2 separate regions of the Capra hircus genome follow, and region 1 is linked to region 2. The links are chromatin contacts, called in public Hi-C maps. All regions are on one chromosome and are shown on one strand. The core of a region is the stretch at or near the end of the contact, and the rest is flanking DNA. Distances in the headings are between cores, read along the strand shown. Region 1 overlaps OAZ2 (ornithine decarboxylase antizyme 2). Region 2 overlaps TRIP4 (activating signal cointegrator 1).

The links. A called contact is a pair of places that touch in the nucleus more often than the background predicts.
Region 1: a Hi-C map of blood shows a contact between it and region 2, with 5 times the contacts expected there. The contact joins two enhancer-like sites. A contact is called at or near these places in 4 of 5 Hi-C or Micro-C datasets (blood and liver).

The regions. Positions count from the first base shown.
Region 1 is chr10:57,667,795-57,672,980 of ARS1.2, forward strand. It overlaps OAZ2 (ornithine decarboxylase antizyme 2), which reads right to left. Exons shown (of 5, transcript NM_001290120.1): 3 at 4,990-5,165; 4 at 4,164-4,249; 5 at 2,693-3,938. The coding sequence ends at 3,808. ZNF609 (zinc finger protein 609) reads left to right here. Exons shown (of 10, transcript XM_018054338.1): 10 at 1-1,242. Among named protein-coding and RNA genes, the nearest start is that of OAZ2, 13 kb to the right of the region's middle. Within about 2 kb of position 2,502, at least 3 of the 5 cell types and tissues checked have an H3K27ac peak or open chromatin away from gene starts, as enhancers often do.
Region 2 is chr10:57,437,972-57,443,285 of ARS1.2, forward strand. TRIP4 (activating signal cointegrator 1) reads left to right here. Exons shown (of 13, transcript XM_005685661.3): 9 at 448-635; 10 at 4,213-4,337. Among named protein-coding and RNA genes, the nearest start is that of TRIP4, 25 kb to the left of the region's middle. Within about 2 kb of position 2,375, at least 1 of the 5 cell types and tissues checked has an H3K27ac peak or open chromatin away from gene starts, as enhancers often do.

The DNA.
Region 1 (5,186 bases), core at 1,252-3,751, 230 kb after region 2:
CCATCTCAAGTGTCTACTCCGATGCCCCCAGGATTCAACTGGGCAGCTAGCTGGCCCCCTAATTCTGGGCCTTCGTTATTTGTTTATTATTAGGACATCCCAGGAAGCTTTCTGCTGATCCTCTGCCATGGGCCCCTCCTGGGACTGAGCTCCTCCCAGGCCCCGTCCCCAGCCCCTCCTGCCCCAGCCCACCCGCTTGCCTTGGTGCTCAGCCCCCCATTGGGAGCAGGTTGGGGCGAGCTGGAGGCCCGGGCTGGAGGGGCAGTGTTGCTGTTCATAGCTTTTGTTCCATTGGCGTTGCTCTGTTGGATTTAATTTCAGTCTTCCTGATTCTTCCCTTCTGTAAAGTGTACATTACCAAGTTCCTTGTTTTTTTATATATATATATAAATATATATATATACAAACTGTACTCTTTTTGCCTTTGTACATTCAGGCAAGAAGAGAAAATAAATCTTTTTAAGAGACAATCACAAATCTGTGAGGGCTGCTGGTTATTTCTCCCGGAGTCTGCTGCTGAGCTGCCTCTCCCCTCCTCACTCTCCCACCCTCCCTTAGCTCCCTGACCTTGCGGTCCTGCTCCATACGCATCCTCGGCTCCACCTTCCCTGGCTGATGGCATGCTGTTGAGTCCAGTGTCCAGACTACATGCCCTGCAGCCCTTCCCTGGCCTGGCCGCAGGCTTTCCCAGGAGCTTTATCCTGGGCCCTGGCCTCTCCTGTCGCCCCGTGCCAGCCACCCCGCCCTCATTGATCCCATTCACCAAAGTGGCTTTGGACACTCACCAGTGAGTGGCTTTCACACTTGCTGTGAAACTATGCAGCTGGGAGCTCTCTAAGTTTGCACTACTTAAACCTGCCTGGGAGTTAGACGATTTTTAGGACTGAGTGGGAAACTGAACACTCCCCTAGATGCTAGTCGCCAGAGTTGGTCGGACTAGAGCCCAGAGCATCATGCCTGGCCGGTGGACTCCTTTGGCTAACCGCATCAGAACAAGGGCTACGGGCTTATGGGTCAAGAGCATTTGATCAGAATTTCAAAGGGCAGTATGTTCAGAAAGGCAGCCCAACCAAACCATTGTTCCACCTCTTGAACTTTCTCCCTTCCCTCTAATTTCCTCCTCCCCTTTTTTCCCTTTCTCTCTCCTTCCTTTTCTTAATTGGCTTTGGAACTGAAGTATATTTTTAAATTATTTGTTGTATTTATTGAATAAAGTTTTTAATGTCCCTGTTCTTAAATTTAGACTTAGTTTGCCTTTCACATATCTCCCCTTCCAACTCCACCCTCCCACTCCCAAGATATTTCACCTTCTAAGTTGTTTTAATTGGAGTGCAGAATTTGGATACCATATTTCTGTCCTGCCAGTGGTCTCATCTAGCAAACATTTTATCATTTTTGAAAGAGAAATAAACCTGAGCTGAGTGCCCAGGTTTCCAATTCAGCCTAACTCTGGTTGTGTTAAAGAGGATCTACCAGCAGATGGCAGCAAAGTCCCAGGTGTGTTTCCTGTCCACTCTGCTAGCTTTGCAAACAGAAAACTGTTTTTCCTGGTTCTTTATCTCTGTCTTGTAGATTCCTCGGGTTTCAATTTAGGATTCAATCTGAATCCTAAACTGCCTACATTAACTTGGCCGTTATCAGCCATCACATGGATTCGCACTGTAAATATCTCACTTGTAATGACTTTACAAATGACTTGTAAAGTCATTTTTCAGATTCTGTTCAGTGGAAGACATTTTCAAAGTCCTTCACATTTCAGTTGAATTCATCTCTAGGCCAAGACTTTTTTTGGCTGCACTGCACAGCATGTGGGATCAGATCCCTGACCACAGATTGAACCCATGCTCCCTGGCAGTGGGAGTGCAGATTCCTAACCACTGAACCACCAGGGAAATCCCTAGGCCCAGACTTTCTCTACTAATACCACGTAGGATGGAGGTGTTGAACTCACTTCTTTTCATAAATGTTATATAGGGTCCAAGCTTAATGACTTGGTCCAGTAGCTCCACAAACAATGTGATAATGCACCAAAGACTCAGAAAGAAAATAAGGACAGCCACAGTTCAACAGTAAGTAAATAGTTCTAGCATCGTAGGAGGTAGAAGAACATGCCCAGTACTTCCTTTGGGAAAACAGAAGCAAAGGCAAAAAAAAAAAAAACACTAGTAAACCCTTGAGAAACTTAAGACCACACAGGTGAAGAGGATTCTGTCCCTCTCCAGTGCCACTGAGAGGTGATTCATCAGGCTGGTGGTACAGGGGACGGGCAGCTGTGCCTTAGGGCCCTGGGCTCCAAAAGGAAAACACTGTCTTCCTAGGAAAGGTGAGTTCCACTTCCTTCAGACACCCCCAGGAACAGGAATGTCAGGCAGCTCTGTGTGAAAGCCAGAACCCAGTTTCAGGACCTGGCCTAGACAAAAAAGAAGCTGGGTCCTGGTATGTCTAGCCTCTATTCTGGATGAAGCTCTGTGTACATACCTGTCTCTAGGGGGCTCCAGCATTCTGTCCCAGACTCCTAGCAACCCCTTGCTTCGCGTGGTAATGTGGCCCCAGAGACCTCAGCCGTTTGTCCTGATGCAAGGCGGCTTTTTTCCTGAGAAGCGTGTATCACACCCCTGCTGGGCTCTAGACTCAAAAGACAACAGTAGAAGGAAGCCGGCCCTGGTTGAAGAGTAAAGGACAGACCAACCACAACTTTAAATCAGTTTATTGACACACTAACACAACACACTTGCCTCCCTGACACCCCCGCCCCCCTCACCCAATCTAGATCTCTCCCCTTTCCTTCCCCCTTAGAACAAGCTGTTCAGTGAAAACAAAAGGGCAGGCCACTTCTACACCCTCAGTCCCACACGAGAGCCCGCAGAACAGGGTCTCAGGCACTACTCAGAGCCTGTTAGGGAGAGGGGGCAGTTAGCGCTAGACTCAGCCAGGCAGAGGCATCCAGTCCCTAACAGCAAATTCCCCCACAACCCCCAGGCCCTGAGTCACTATTCCTCTTCCTCTCTGCTGTTCGTGACCCTAGGAAGGAGACACCCTGGGGCCTAGGCCTGCAGCCCAGAGCAAGAACTCCTGGCCATAATCTGAGAATTGGAGTTTGGCTAGTGTTTTTTAAGATCCAAGCACCCCCAAACTAAAGCCCTGGTGGTAGGAGTAACTTCAATGCCCCTATTTTGAATGCGCTGATAAACAGATTAAGCCAGCTTAACCAAATGCCAGAATAACACTAAGCTGTAAAGGAGGGGTCAGACCTGCTTTCTCCAGGTCAGACACAAAAGCACAGAGAGAAGCCCAGGTGGAGTGTCAAAAAACAATAGGAGGACACTGCCCAGGGGGCTGAAAGCCTATACTCCAGAGTCCCCTGGGTGGCAGGGAAGCAAGGAAAGAAAATACACAAGTCTTAGAAACCAAAAAAGAAAGCCCAACCGCAGGGTAACCTGAGCCCAACAGTGCTGTCCCCAGCCCTCCAGGCCTGGCCCCTGGATGCAGGCAGTCCCTCCCCTCTAGGCAGTGGCCTCCCCTAGGCTAGATAGAGCACATCACACAGCGCAGTTTAAAAAGCTTCTAATGCCAGTTCATAAACATCTTCATTTACTATTGGTGATTACATGTGAATAATATGTTTATACTGTTCTTTATGGAAAACAATTTCAACGAGTCAACTCCGAGAACACAATAGGCAACCCTCACCCTGAGCCCCTCAGCGTCCTTCCCTGGACAGCAAGAAGCTCCCTCTTCTGTCTCAGGGCTGCCTAACTTCCCCGCTTCCCCCACTGTGGCTCCTGGGCAAAGCATCCTCTTTGACCATTAGTCCTCATCGGACAAGTTCTGGTCCAGGGGGTAAACCATGAACATCACATCTGGTCGAGAGGGGACACAGGGATGGCCTGGACGCACAATCTCAAAGCCCAAGAAGCTGAAGGTCTTCAAAAGTGGAGCTGCAGAAAAAAGTGTAAAAAAAAGATTCTGATAAGAAACAAAATTAGGCTAAATCAAGGGAAAACCCAAAACAAAGATGGAATAAATGCACTGGCCTTTTCTAAATTTGGACACAACCAATCCCATGATTTCCTAGGGTTTATATGTCAAACTCAGGAGCCCCACCTCACTAGGAGGCCCCCTTTTCCCTCCCCAGCCTGGTCTCAAGCTGCTCAGCCCCTCACCTCTGTCTTCCCGGCCCTTCCTGAAGCAGATGAAGACGTAGTTCACTTTCATCTTCTCTTCCGCAAACTCTAGCAGTGCTAACAATCTGCAAGAAGCAAAGAAAACCACTCAAGCCCACTGCCACCTGTGGACTTCACCCCATCCCTCTATACCCCCTGCTCCCAAGGCTTTTCTGAGGCTTACAGTCAGCACTGTAAATAGGGAAGCTTCAAGGAGAACTTCCTATTTCAAGACCTCAGGAGCCCTGAGTTCAGAAAAAAAAATAAACCACAATCACTTAAGAAAACTGTTACAGAATTCTCTCTCCCAGGAATAAAGGTTCTTCATCTGAAATTAATACTAGCCAACTTAATGCAATTTACAAGAAAGTATGGGGCCTAGGAAGAGAACCCAGTTTCTCAGGGGCCCTCCAAAGTTGCCAAGTCTGATGGTGACCACCTGCTGCAGAGAGGAACTCTGGGCCCTACCACCACCTAAAAGGACTTCAAGAGGCTGGAGCCACTCGCGAGAACGCCATCCTCAGGACTGCTTCTTCCACAACTGGATGGTTGGAGGGCCTTGCCCAATCCAATGAAATTCCACTGCTTCTTTGAGCTTCTGGCCATTTAAACCACACCATTATAGGACAAGAATTTGGTTAATGTGGTAATGATCTGCTTTCATTATCATAGGCCCATTTTACTGGCTAACACTAACCTTTAAAAAAATTGTATATACTTGGGCAGCTGAGAGCTACGGGAGAAGGCTGGCCATCTGCTGCCCCCAGGAAGCACATGCCCTTCTCTGGAGCAGGCTTCCAGCCCTTGCCCAGCACTTGCTCCTTACCCTTCTTTGCTCCCATCAGCTAATAATCCATCTGGAATTTCTACAAACAGGCTCTGGCTGGACAGGACTGCATCCCAGGAAGAGACCTTCACCTCGGTGACCTCATACTGGAAGTGGACGATGTGAGGCTTTCCATCGTTCACAGGGAGGTCCTGGGTCACAGTGAGCTTCTCGTCCTGGGAGGAGATCAGGTCAGA
Region 2 (5,314 bases), core at 1,125-3,624:
CTTTATCATGGTAACAGTATGTGACCCAGTTCCTTAAGCGTGTGAAGAACATGTGAACCAAAACGTTGAACCTTCATTTGGTTGATAGAACTGTATTTGGTAATTCTCTAGAATCCAGTATGGATCATTAATACATTTAAAGTGTTAATAATTTCAAATCATTTATTTGGTCTGATAGTTGTGCTCTTGCTGAAATTAGGAAGCTATATTTGGAGAATTCAGCATTATCCGTAAGATGGGACCATGTTATCATACCTGGGACTTCTACTGAATTTATACCTTCTCCACTTTTTTTGACTTTGTTTCAGACAAAGGTGGGGGTACATTTTTCTAAGAGAATGTTCCCAGCTTGATTCCATATTAATAGAATTCATCTCATTTTGTAGGCCTATTCCAGATTTTTCCCTTGTCAGACAAAATTATGTGTTTGATTTCTTTCTTGCATAGTGGATAGACCAGACGGGTGCGGCCTCACAGAAGAAGGCTTTCCATCCAGCAGGATCAGGACTAGAGTTCAGCTCATGTCGGCATCAGTTTCGAATCCAGGACCAAGAATTTCAGGAAGGCTTTGATGGCGGCTGGTGCCTCTCTATGCATCAGCCTTGGGCTTCTCTGCTTGTCCGAGGGATTAAAAGGTAAGGACAGAAGTGAATTTTGACAGTGAAAGATTTTACGTAAATTTGATTTCGCTTTATGGATTGGGATTCTTCTTGCCAGCCTAGCAATGATTTATGATACCCTTCAGCACATAGAACTTTAAGCAGTGTATTCATGCATGTTATGGACTTTTTTTTTCACTGAATAGCTTAAAAAAACTGAGTTTAGAAAGATCACAGATCCTAGTCATAACAAAGAACAGAATGTACGTTTTTTCTTCTTTGGAATGAAGCTTATTGAGAAAACTTCCCTTGCGTCTGCCTTTGTAATATAGCACTCAGCAACCTTAATGGTTTGATCCTATTGGAAATTCAGAGTTCTTATGCCTGTTTACTAATTCTTAAAAGTCACTAGCCTAATTATGACTTTGTTTTTCTATCTGTGCATCTATTTTTTAATGTGAATAACCATATTGAGAAGCTGTTTTACCACAAATTCCTTTTCTACAAAAAGTGGGGAGGAGTAGTGAGGATAAGTAGAGGTCGTATAAAGTCGTACATGTGAGTAATGGTGATAGCTTACTCTTCCATGGTTTCATATATTTCCTCTGAGTTCAACTGTTCCCTTTGCTTTTGTAAATGTAAACAGAAAATTGATAAATACAGAAAATGAGCTAGAGAAAGAAAGAATTCTACTGCCTAGAAACAGCTATTGTTATAATTTTGGAGTGTTTGTTTAAATTCTTTATCCTTCACAAATTGTTATATAGTGAGGTCATAATATATATATATATGTTTATGGTTTTCTTCATTCACTTACTATTATATGTTCATTCTCCCTTGTTGTCCCAGTTTTATTGAGATATAATGGACATAAAACATCGTCAGGGTGTACAACATAATGATTACATATATATGTATATTTTGCAAAATGATCACCATGATATATTTGTCTTAAATCCATCACCTTGCATAGTTACAAATTTTTTTGTTTCTTGTGATGAGAACTTTTAAGACCTACTCTCTTAGCAACTTTCAAATATGCAGTATAATATTATTAACTATAATCACTGTGCTGCACATTATATCCCCAGGATTTATCTTATAATTAAAAGTTTGTACATTGTGACTGCCTTCACTCAGTTTATCACTGTATTTATGAGTTTGCTTTTTTCAGAGTCTACGTGTAAAGTAAGATCATAAAATATTTATCTTTCTACCATAATTCTTCAGGGTTGGTCCAGATAGTGGCAAGTGCAAGACTTCGTTTTCTTTTATGGCTGAATAATCTTCATCCATCCATTGATGAACATTTACATTGTCTGCACGTCTTGGCTATTATAAATAATACTGCAGTGAGTGTGAGGATATAAATACCTATTTTTTCCTTCTTGTTTTATCTGTTAGAATTTTATATCCCTGCCAGTGTTCTAACTTATCCCAATAATAATGCCTTATATTTAAATACAGTTTTATACTTTTCAAAACAGTAGCCGTATTGAAGTAGCTAAGTCCAGTATTATTACAGTCTTATTAAACACTTAAGCAGGCAAAGTGTTGATTGGATTGACCAAAAAATGTGTTTGGATTTTTCCATAACATGTTATGAAAAACCCGAATGAGGACTTCCGTGGTGGTCTAGTGGTTAAGAGTCCACCTTGCAATGCAAGGGATGGGGGTTCCATCACTGGTCAAGATCCCACATGCTGTGAGGCAGCTAAGCCTGTGCACTGCAAGTAGAAAGCCCATGAGCCACGACTGAAGAAGCCTGGGCACTCTAGAGCCTGTGCTGCAAAACAAGAGAAGCCTGCACACTGCAACTAGAGATAAGCCCACATGCTGCCATGTAGAGCCTGCGCACTGCAGCAAAGATCCAGTGCAGCCAAAAATAACAAAACAAAAAACCCAAACAAACATTTTGACCAACCCAATAGGTTGCTCTGAGTTGCAAAGCCTAGTTAGTGCCAGATGTGGATCTAGAGTTCTGGTTTTCAAAGTGCTGTTTCAACTCTTACTTTGTAAGCTTCAGTCATTTTTCTGCTTTCTTGAAAGAAAATTATTATCAGAACTTAGGAGCAGTCATTTCAACTTTAATGTTGTTAGCTGTGATTTACCTTCTGTGAAGGTGCATTACCATTTTTCTCCCTTCTTGAAAGTCCGCCTTTGCTGCTTTGCCTCCTAAATGTTCCGTAATCCATGTACAAAGTGGCATTACAAGTGCATGTGAATCTGCTGCTCCAGGGTCCCTGGGCCCTCAGATGTCTGCTCTTATTCCGTTCTCTGCAGTTGAGGTGTCTTTCTTTCCCAAAGTAGAATACGAAACAGCTTGCTTTTTGCTGAGGGAATCAGAATGTTTATATTGCTCTCATCTTATTTTGGATCTGTGTTATCCATATTTTCTCACTTAAAAGAACAGGATGAACAGCATCCAACCCACAGTCACTAATCCCACAGAAACAAAGTGGGTGGTTCTGCCACATTTGTGAGACTATTTTCCCAGTATCCCTTGGGATCATTTGGAGTAGAGGGAAGGAATATATTGATACATTCTCCACTTATTGGGTATCTACCACGAGCCTGGTACTCTTCCAATTCATCTCTGTTAGAAAACTAAGGATAAGAGAATTTCTGTTTCCCATTATAAGGCACATATAATAGGGTTATGTTATCCGGCTACTTTATTTTGTATTGTAGAAACTAAAGGAGACACATCTTTTGTAATCCTTAGAAAGTAGATAGCTGTAACATTCTCTTGATTGCATTTTGTTACTCCACTTAAAGGTTCTTTCAAATTAGTTAACAGGTTGTTTAATTATCTACAAAGAATATAACCCTTATAAAATACTTGGAAAATATAAATGAATGTCTTCGCAATTTAAAGATGATAGCATTTTTATCTAGTTAAACTCTTAAATAGTAACTGTGAAAGTACTATTCTTCAGGAGTTATGTGTGGGTGGGGATTTTTCTGGCAGGTTAGAGAACAATGAACAAATCTTTTATGACTCAAAGGCAGGGATTTTAATTTTTGTGATACATCTCGGATGCTTTGAAAACGGAAGATTTGGATTGTGGAGGTCCAAAGGCTGGTGAAAGCTTCATTTCTGAGTTACAGAGATAGGTAAAAAATAGGATCTGAGAGAGATGATTTGTTCTAATGAAAGGGAAAACTAGGGAACAGGGTTCATATTCAAGTGAAAGGTATTACAGGAGAAATTTTTTTTTTTTATCAGAAATACCCCTTGTGGTGAGATACATCATCTGTAAATCTCTTGGCTCACCTGGATAATTTGCTGTATGTTAATGAGATCCTCCTGGAGAATGAAATAGCAACCTACTCCAGTATTTTTGTCTGGAGAAACCATGGACAGAGGACCCTGGTGGGCTGCAGCCCATAGGGTTGCAGAGTCGGACATGCCTGAACGACTTAGCTCGAACCTGTGAGATCCTCTATGGGAGGAGGACTCTACAGTTATTAGCTAGGTCATGGCAATAGTTTTTTTAGGCAGAAATGTCCATGTACCAGTCCTCCACATACTAGAAGTCAAAGCATCACTACATTTTTTTAGTAGACACTAGCATTTAGATTCTTCCCGCTAAATTTGTATTTGTTTAAGGGTGGAGGGCAGAAGTTGGTACACCCCTCACAGAGGAAGACTTTGGATAGCAGCCACAGCAAAAAGACCCTCTCCTCAAGAAGTCTCAGAACTCCAGACTACTTATCTCCTCCTCCGTGGGAAAGGTAACAGCCACATACTCTTCTAATTTCAGTCTTACTTTGTGGAGAGAAGTCACTGACGTTCATCCTCTTTCACTTCCTTCTTCCTGTGGCTTTTTGGGGGTTTTTTTTTTGGCTGAAGGGGACTTTAAACTACGTGTGTGTGTGGCAAATCATGGACAGCTATTCAAAGCATTAAGTCCCCAAACAAGACAAAGAAAAATCTCAGTTCCCAGCGTCAGGAATCAACCAACTAGTCTTAATTTTCTATATTTTTTGTTATTATGAGAGTAAAATAACTACTATAAATTCTGAGATCTTTAGATTGGGAAGAACAACCACAAATAAGACCTTTTTTCATTGAGAGTGACTCAAATAGACATCTGCAATCAGATTTGGACAGAACAAAGTTAGTTGACTTCAGCAGTGAGTTATGAGAATCACTGCAAGCACTCTCAATTTATATCCTAAAAAATAGAATATAAATTTCTGACCATTGGTTGTCTTGGTTTCCTTCCCTGATTCAATGCATATAGTAGTTTTGAAGGTAAAATGAGAATAATTACAGAACCGCCTTTAAAAGTTAAGAAATCAAGCTTTAGGAATCAGAAGTGCATGTTTCCTTAAAAATAACTTTTTGTTTTGACTGATATGATTGGGTTCTTTAAAATCTGTATTCTGACATTCTTATGTTTTTTTACTACTTTTTTATAGTTGCTCTCTTGAAACCTCAAATTTCTGGAACCCAGCACTACCAAACTCTAGTCTGATCCAGCTGAGTATAGTGGAATTGATGTGTTTGAAGTGAAGTTGTGGGGTCCCTGAACTTCAGTGGTGTGAGGCTTATTTTCCTATAGCTTAGGATGTGGATAGTGGACTAAGCCAGTTAACCAACTTTTTTGTTAAAATTCAAACAATTATGCTAGGTAACAAGCTTGATAGTTTTCCTTATGTCTATAAACAGATGAGAAAATAATTTATTCAGAATTGAAAACAGATTT